Linked DNA regions of Mus musculus: region 2 is linked to region 1. Evidence: chromatin contacts called from public HiChIP or PLAC-seq data. All regions are on one chromosome and are shown on one strand. The core of a region is the stretch at or near the end of the contact, and the rest is flanking DNA. Distances in the headings are between cores, read along the strand shown.

Evidence for each region. HiChIP or PLAC-seq counts read pairs in DNA pulled down with a chosen protein or histone mark.
Region 2: a contact with region 1 is called in an H3K4me3 HiChIP or PLAC-seq map of forebrain, with 4 times the contacts expected there. The contact joins the enhancer-like site here to the promoter of Shank2 in region 1. A contact is called at or near these places in 1 of 39 promoter capture datasets (liver), 5 of 484 Hi-C or Micro-C datasets (cerebral cortex, cortical neurons, embryonic stem cells and 1 more) and 8 of 115 datasets of contacts at active chromatin or transcription factors (SST interneurons, astrocytes, embryonic basal ganglia and 5 more).

The regions. Positions count from the first base shown.
Region 1 is chr7:144,173,898-144,176,933 of GRCm38.p6, forward strand. It overlaps Shank2 (SH3 and multiple ankyrin repeat domains 2), which reads left to right and starts at 1,563. Exons shown (of 16, transcript NM_001113373.3): 1 at 1,563-2,059. The coding sequence starts at 2,023.
Region 2 is chr7:144,410,650-144,413,961 of GRCm38.p6, forward strand. Shank2 (SH3 and multiple ankyrin repeat domains 2) reads left to right here. Exons shown (of 16, transcript NM_001113373.3): 15 at 1-1,219. Among named protein-coding and RNA genes, the nearest start is that of Gm14372, 5.4 kb to the left of the region's middle. Within about 2 kb of position 1,717, at least 18 of the 459 cell types and tissues checked have an H3K27ac peak or open chromatin away from gene starts, as enhancers often do. A contact at or near this core is called in embryonic forebrain and forebrain, where this site is marked.

The DNA.
Region 1 (3,036 bases), core at 313-2,812:
GGGAAACTAGGCTTGGGTGCAGCTTTGTGCTTTCTGGAAGATATTGATCCCCAACAGATGGAGCAAGCACTGAGCGGCACTGGTGTCTCAGAGAGTCCCCAGAACTCTGGCAAGTCCCCCGAAGCCCATGTGGTTGTGGGTCTGACTGGCGGGGGTCCCTGGCCTCTGGAGTGGGGCTTCCTGTATTTGTGGACACTGGTGACACCATCCCAATATGGCCTCCAGCCAAGTGCTTCATGATGATCTAGAAACCTCCGTGTTGACGCCTACCCAGGAAAGGTATCTCTAGCTCATCCCTGGAAGATGGATGCTCATGGATGATGCCACAGTCAAAGGGTCTCCCGAAAGCTGCTCAACCTTGCCTACAATGTCCAAAGGACCACAGAGGCCACATGCATGGCGCGGCAGCGAGTGTTAGACAGCCACTCCATCTCTAAGCCAGCCGTTTTGATGCCACCGGCTGTGATACTACAGGGGAGGATGTCACACGGGCGGTTTTGACATTGCTGACGAACCGTGTGGGCCCAATGGAGATGATGTTTAAATGCTCAGCCGACACGAAGCTCACACACAGACACACATAGTGATTCAGGCACAGCCTTTTCCTTCCCAGACAACGCCTGGCACAGCAGCGACCATTCTGAGCGTGCCTGGGATCCCAAGTGTGCTGAGGAAGGAAGGTGCCACTGCTCAGGCATGCCAGCCTCCTCTTCCTTACACCGCCATTTTTGTTGACATAAACTGTGTCGACCATATGGGATTGAATTCAGTGTTCCAGTTGCTTTTTCCTGTCTCTTCCTTTTCCTTTTCTCCCCCCTCCCCCGCCCCCTCCCCGGGTTTGGGAAGCTGTTCTCTTGGCAACCACAGAAGCAAAGCACACTCTTAATTGCTGCCCCAGTGGTAGATGCCCAGTGCCGAGCCTGACCCTTGCACTCCCTCCTCCTTTGATAGCATCTTCACCCTGGTGTGGGAATCATTCCTTGTGTGCCCCCACCACCACCACTGCAGGGCACAGCAGTGAGCAAGCACCCCCACCCACACTCTGCACTCTCTTTGTTTGCTATACAGACAGAACTTTTCTCAAGGTGATGTTTGGAGAGAGCTTCCCTTGCTTGACTTCTGTTGGGGGTGTGAATGCCAGAGACACGTGGGGAAACAGCTCTGAAGGGCCCATTTTTGCCGGCTGCCCTGTTTTGGGGTGCTTTACCTCTGACTACTTTGACAGTTATTATTTCCCATTCCTTACACAAAGCGAATGTAAGCGGCAGGGGGCGGAGTCCTGCTTTCCCAGGGTCATTATCAAGATGGGGAGGGCCAGAGAAGTGATGCCACTTGTGTCTGATGCTTCCAAAGGGAAATAGGTCACTGTCAGAATTCCTGAATCCTGGCATGCCTACCGGGGTGTCAGGGATCTTCTGGTGACTTGTCTGAAGCGTGGATATTTCTCCCTTGACTTTCTTACCACATCTGCTAGCTGACAAATAGACTTGGCTTCTTCTTTTAAAAAAAAATGTAAAAAAAAAAAAAAAAAATAGAAAAAGCACAGTACTTTATATTTAGCCACAGGCGCACGGAGCGCCCAGCAGCAGCCGGGTTTCCTTGGATAACTGGGGCTCCGGCTCACAAATGCCTCCCGGTGTCTCCTGGCCGACAGCTCGCGCGCAATCGCCTGCTCCATGTTAACCCTGCGTGGTGCTGCCTCTCCGATGCCCTGCTTGCTCTCTCGGCAGCGTGGCACTGCTCACATGAGGATCACCGCCAGAGGTAGCCGGTTCTGAGAGCAGCCTCAGTCTGCGCACAGTTGCTTCCCAGCTGACAGACAGAATATGGGGTGGGCTTTGTCACCAGCACGCTGGGTCTGGCATGCCCAGCGATGCTCGGGGCTGCAGCGCGCCCAGACGCCCGCCACTGCTCGCCGGGTCCCAGCCGCGCCAGCTCCGAGGGGCCGGGCTGCGCGCCTAGCCTTCCTGCCCGCCGAGAGGGTTATATAATGAGCGGACCGCTGCCAAAGTCACAGGGAAAATGAAGTCTTTGTTAAATGCCTTCACCAAGAAGGAAGGTAAGGAGAAAGCTGTAGGAAGCGTGGGGTGCCTGGTGAGCAGCCGTGGGCTGCTCCTCGGGGGAGAGGGGACTCGGGTGCCTCCTCAAATTGCTGGTTACGGTTCATCGCTCAAGGAATAATTGCCCCAGCTTTGTGGTATGGTTTGGCTCTAGTCAAGTCTGGAAGATTAACACAGATGAAGGTGCCTTTGTATTTTAGTGTGTTCCTGAGCTACCAGCCTCTGGCAGAACTGCATTCCAGAACATCTCATCCAGAGAGCTTATGCCAAGGGACACATTGGGAAACTAGGTCTTGGGGAAAATAAAAGAAGTTTTGGTTTTCTGTCTTCCAGTCACCTGGAGGCTGTGAGCACCTGCTAAGGAGGGTCAGGGCACATGGCTGGATGCACCCAAGGCATCCTCTTCTAGTGCCACTTGCCAGTTCTGCCTGGCTGTCCCTGGGTTGCGAAACAAACCATGGGGTGCATGAAGAATCCCTCTTTAACATACCTTGTATGATTTTTATTGTGAGGAAGGAAAAAAACTGTATAAATAAATGCATGTAAGACAGCTAAGAAAATATCCACCCACCCAAGAGCCTGCAGATTGCTGAAAGAAGGAAACGTTGGGTGGCATATTAATCATTTTCAGACAGGAAAGGAGTTATTTTTAACACTTTTCATGAAAAAAAAAAAACATCATTTGCGTGTATGGTCCCAGTCAGAGAGTTTTCTCAGATAGCAAGCTTTCTATCTTTCTGATGAAACCAGGTTTCCAAAGAGGTGACTTTAAGGAAATTAGGAAGATCACTTTCTACCCGAGCTCACTGTGAACTAGACACCAAAGATACTTCAGCAGCCTTGAAACTAATTTGATATGAGGCTTGGTCGTTAAGCAAGACAATTTTCATTAAAATGTTCACTCTAATGTTACCTGTGTGGGTCCATTTGACTCACTTGCCTGGTCTTCGGGGTGAAATGTGCATAATGTGTCCCG
Region 2 (3,312 bases), core at 467-2,966, 240 kb after region 1:
GGCCCAGCGTGGAGTCCGGCTTTCCTCCAGTCACCAGACAGAACACCAGGGGTCCCCTGCGACGGCAAGAGACAGAGAACAAGTACGAGACAGACCTGGGCAAGGACCGGAGGGCGGACGACAAGAAGAACATGCTGATCAACATCGTGGACACTGCCCAGCAGAAGTCAGCTGGCCTACTGATGGTGCACACAGTGGACGTCCCCATGGCCGGGCCACCCCTGGAGGAAGAGGAGGACAGAGAGGATGGGGATACAAAGCCAGACCACTCACCCTCCACAGTGCCAGAAGGCGTTCCCAAAACCGAAGGTGCTTTACAGATCTCCGCTGCCCCGGAGCCCGCCGTCGCGCCCGGCAGGACCATCGTGGCGGCGGGCTCCGTGGAAGAGGCGGTGATTCTGCCATTCCGCATCCCCCCTCCCCCTCTGGCATCCGTGGACTTGGATGAGGACTTTCTTTTCACAGAACCGTTGCCTCCCCCCCTGGAATTCGCCAATAGTTTTGATATCCCCGATGACCGGGCAGCTTCAGTTCCCGCTCTGGCTGACCTGGTCAAGCAGAAGAAAAACGACACCTCTCAGCCCCCTACGTTGAACTCCAGCCAACCAGCCAACTCCACAGACAGTAAGAAGCCAGCCGGTATCTCGAACTGTCTGCCCTCCTCGTTCCTGCCACCCCCCGAAAGTTTCGATGCAGTCACCGACTCGGGGATTGAGGAGGTGGACAGCCGGAGTAGCAGCGACCACCACCTGGAGACTACCAGCACCATCTCCACGGTGTCCAGCATCTCCACGCTGTCCTCAGAGGGCGGCGAGAGCATGGACACCTGCACAGTCTATGCAGACGGGCAAGCCTTTGTGGTTGACAAGCCCCCAGTACCTCCAAAGCCAAAAATGAAGCCCATCGTTCACAAGAGCAACGCACTTTACCAAGACACGCTCCCAGAAGAGGACACGGATGGCTTTGTGATCCCCCCACCTGCACCCCCGCCCCCGCCGGGCAGCGCCCAGGCCGGTGTGGCGAAGGTCATCCAGCCAAGGACCTCCAAGTTGTGGGGTGACGTTCCAGAGGTCAAAAGCCCAATTCTCTCAGGCCCAAAGGCAAATGTCATTAGTGAGCTAAACTCCATTCTGCAGCAGATGAACAGGGGGAAATCGGTCAAGCCCGGGGAAGGGCTGGAGCTGCCGGTGGGAGCCAAGTCGGCCAACCTCGCTCCAAGGTAAGTTCCCAATCAGCTTGGGGAATGTGTGGTCCAGTGCTGGCCAAAAGAAACCATTGGGGAGCCACCTATGCAGCCGAGAAGAGGGGACCTGCATGGCCTCTGCCACACCCATTAGGCTATAACCATGTTGCCACCATCCTCCTGTCACCGGACTACGGCAGAGCCAAGGCCATGGCTGCCATGCAGCCTATGACACACCTTCCTAAAGACACATAAAGGAACCAGATTGCACGGGACCAGGCCCACGGTCGCTTCCAGAAGGAAGCTTTGGTCTCTGCTCCGTTTCCTCTGGCCCTTTGCCAGGACTACCTCAAAGGCAGGCAGAGCTCCATTAAAACCCAAACTGGTCAGCAGAGGTGGCCAGTGTCTGAACATGGGTGTACCATTCCCTCTCCCTTAATCCCCCTTGGGGTTGAGGATTTGGAAGGAGCTGGGTCATTGCTCTGGATGAACACCTGCCCCTCTGCTGCATCACCCCACCCAGGGGCAGACGTCACAAAGAAATCACTGCCAGCTGCGCCCGATGGGCCGTTTCCAGCCTCACGTAGGGCTTAACAAGCTACCTTCATTGGGATGGGGGGGGGGGTAGAATAAACACATTCTTCCTAAGTCCAAACAGAAGGTTCTAGAACAGCCCCCTGTGTGGTTTCAGGATGGTACTCGGCAGCCTTGCAGGCCCCACCCTCACTCATGGCCTTTCTGTTTTTGTTCCTTGTGTGATGTACACTCGTGCTGTCTTTCCGCTTCCGTGTGTGTAGTGCTCAGCCTCTCTGGCTGACAGTTGAGCTCAGGTTTCATCGGTTTGACTAATGAAGTCTTTCTTTATTCTCCCGCTGGGCAGGCATCTGATTCAAACAACCGAGCCCATTAATCAGGGACATCACACTGCATCTGAGTCTTGAGGTTTGGGCTGTGAGCCACAATTCTTCCTGTTACCTTTTGGTGTGGTTGTAAATGGAGGACTTGGACGGCTCCTTAACTCCTTTGAGAAATACTGATTGGCGGCTGTTGTAAAGAAGTGTGCGGATGCCACCGCTTGGTAATGGGAAACCTGCTACAGGTGGTGTGCAGAAGCAAGCTCCCGTGGCTCCCTGCTAGCTTGGGCGGGCCTGCAGAAACCCTCCACTCTGGTGGGTGGGAGGTGGGGTAACCACACACCTGCATATTTTAAACATGTCCAGGAGTCTCACAGCAACCTTGGAATATGCTTGGTTCATATTTTTCCTCTATAGAGTCTTTTATGCCACAGCCTCTTGTGAAAGTAATATTTGCAAGCCCTTGGGGTGGCGTCCCTCACGACTGGGCAGCATGATCCTGTGTGTTAAGTCCATTCTTCAGAGAGGCCGAGCAGGTATTGCAGCCTCTCTCTAAAAGTGAGGTTACAATAGCTGCCCAGTCTTCAACAGGAGAAAAGCTGAGGTGGCCGCTGGCATTGGGAAGGTGCGGGGGGGGGGGGGGGGGTTGCAGGGGAATTCTGAATCGCAGCAGATGACCCTTGCTGCCTTTCTTTTTCTGGTTAGACAATGTCTGGTGGCTCCCAGGAGAGGGAAGGAGACTTACCCTCCACTGGGGGCTGGGACTATTGTCTTTCCCTACTCCAGGTAGGTGCCAGATGTGGGCTGGGTGCTCAGAGAGAGCATCACTAGCACTCAAAAACTGGCTCCACCCAGCCAGTCTATTCCTGGCGCAGACCTCTCAGAGCAAGGACTTTAGCCAACGCCTACAAAGGACCAACAAACATTGGCCATTCTGTCACATAGGTACCAGCAACGTGGCCATCAACCAGCAGAGAGAGAAATCTGAGGCAAAGAGTCAAAGGGACTGTATGGGAAGGTTCTAGAAGCTGAGGCTGGGGGTTGGCTTCGGAAAAAGGGATCACCACTGAAGACCATCTACAAGACTGAGCTCCTGGGAAGAAAGGAACCGCCATTAGACCTAGAACTCCCCTGCTAATGAGGGGAGAGATGACTGTTGTTGACCTCAAGCAGTAGAGGAAACACAGGCCTCTGACCCTCCTTTTCAAATCTAAGGATTGCACTGGGTTGGGCATGGGCTTAGGGTCCTGGGATGCCAGCAGCAACTGCGAGACA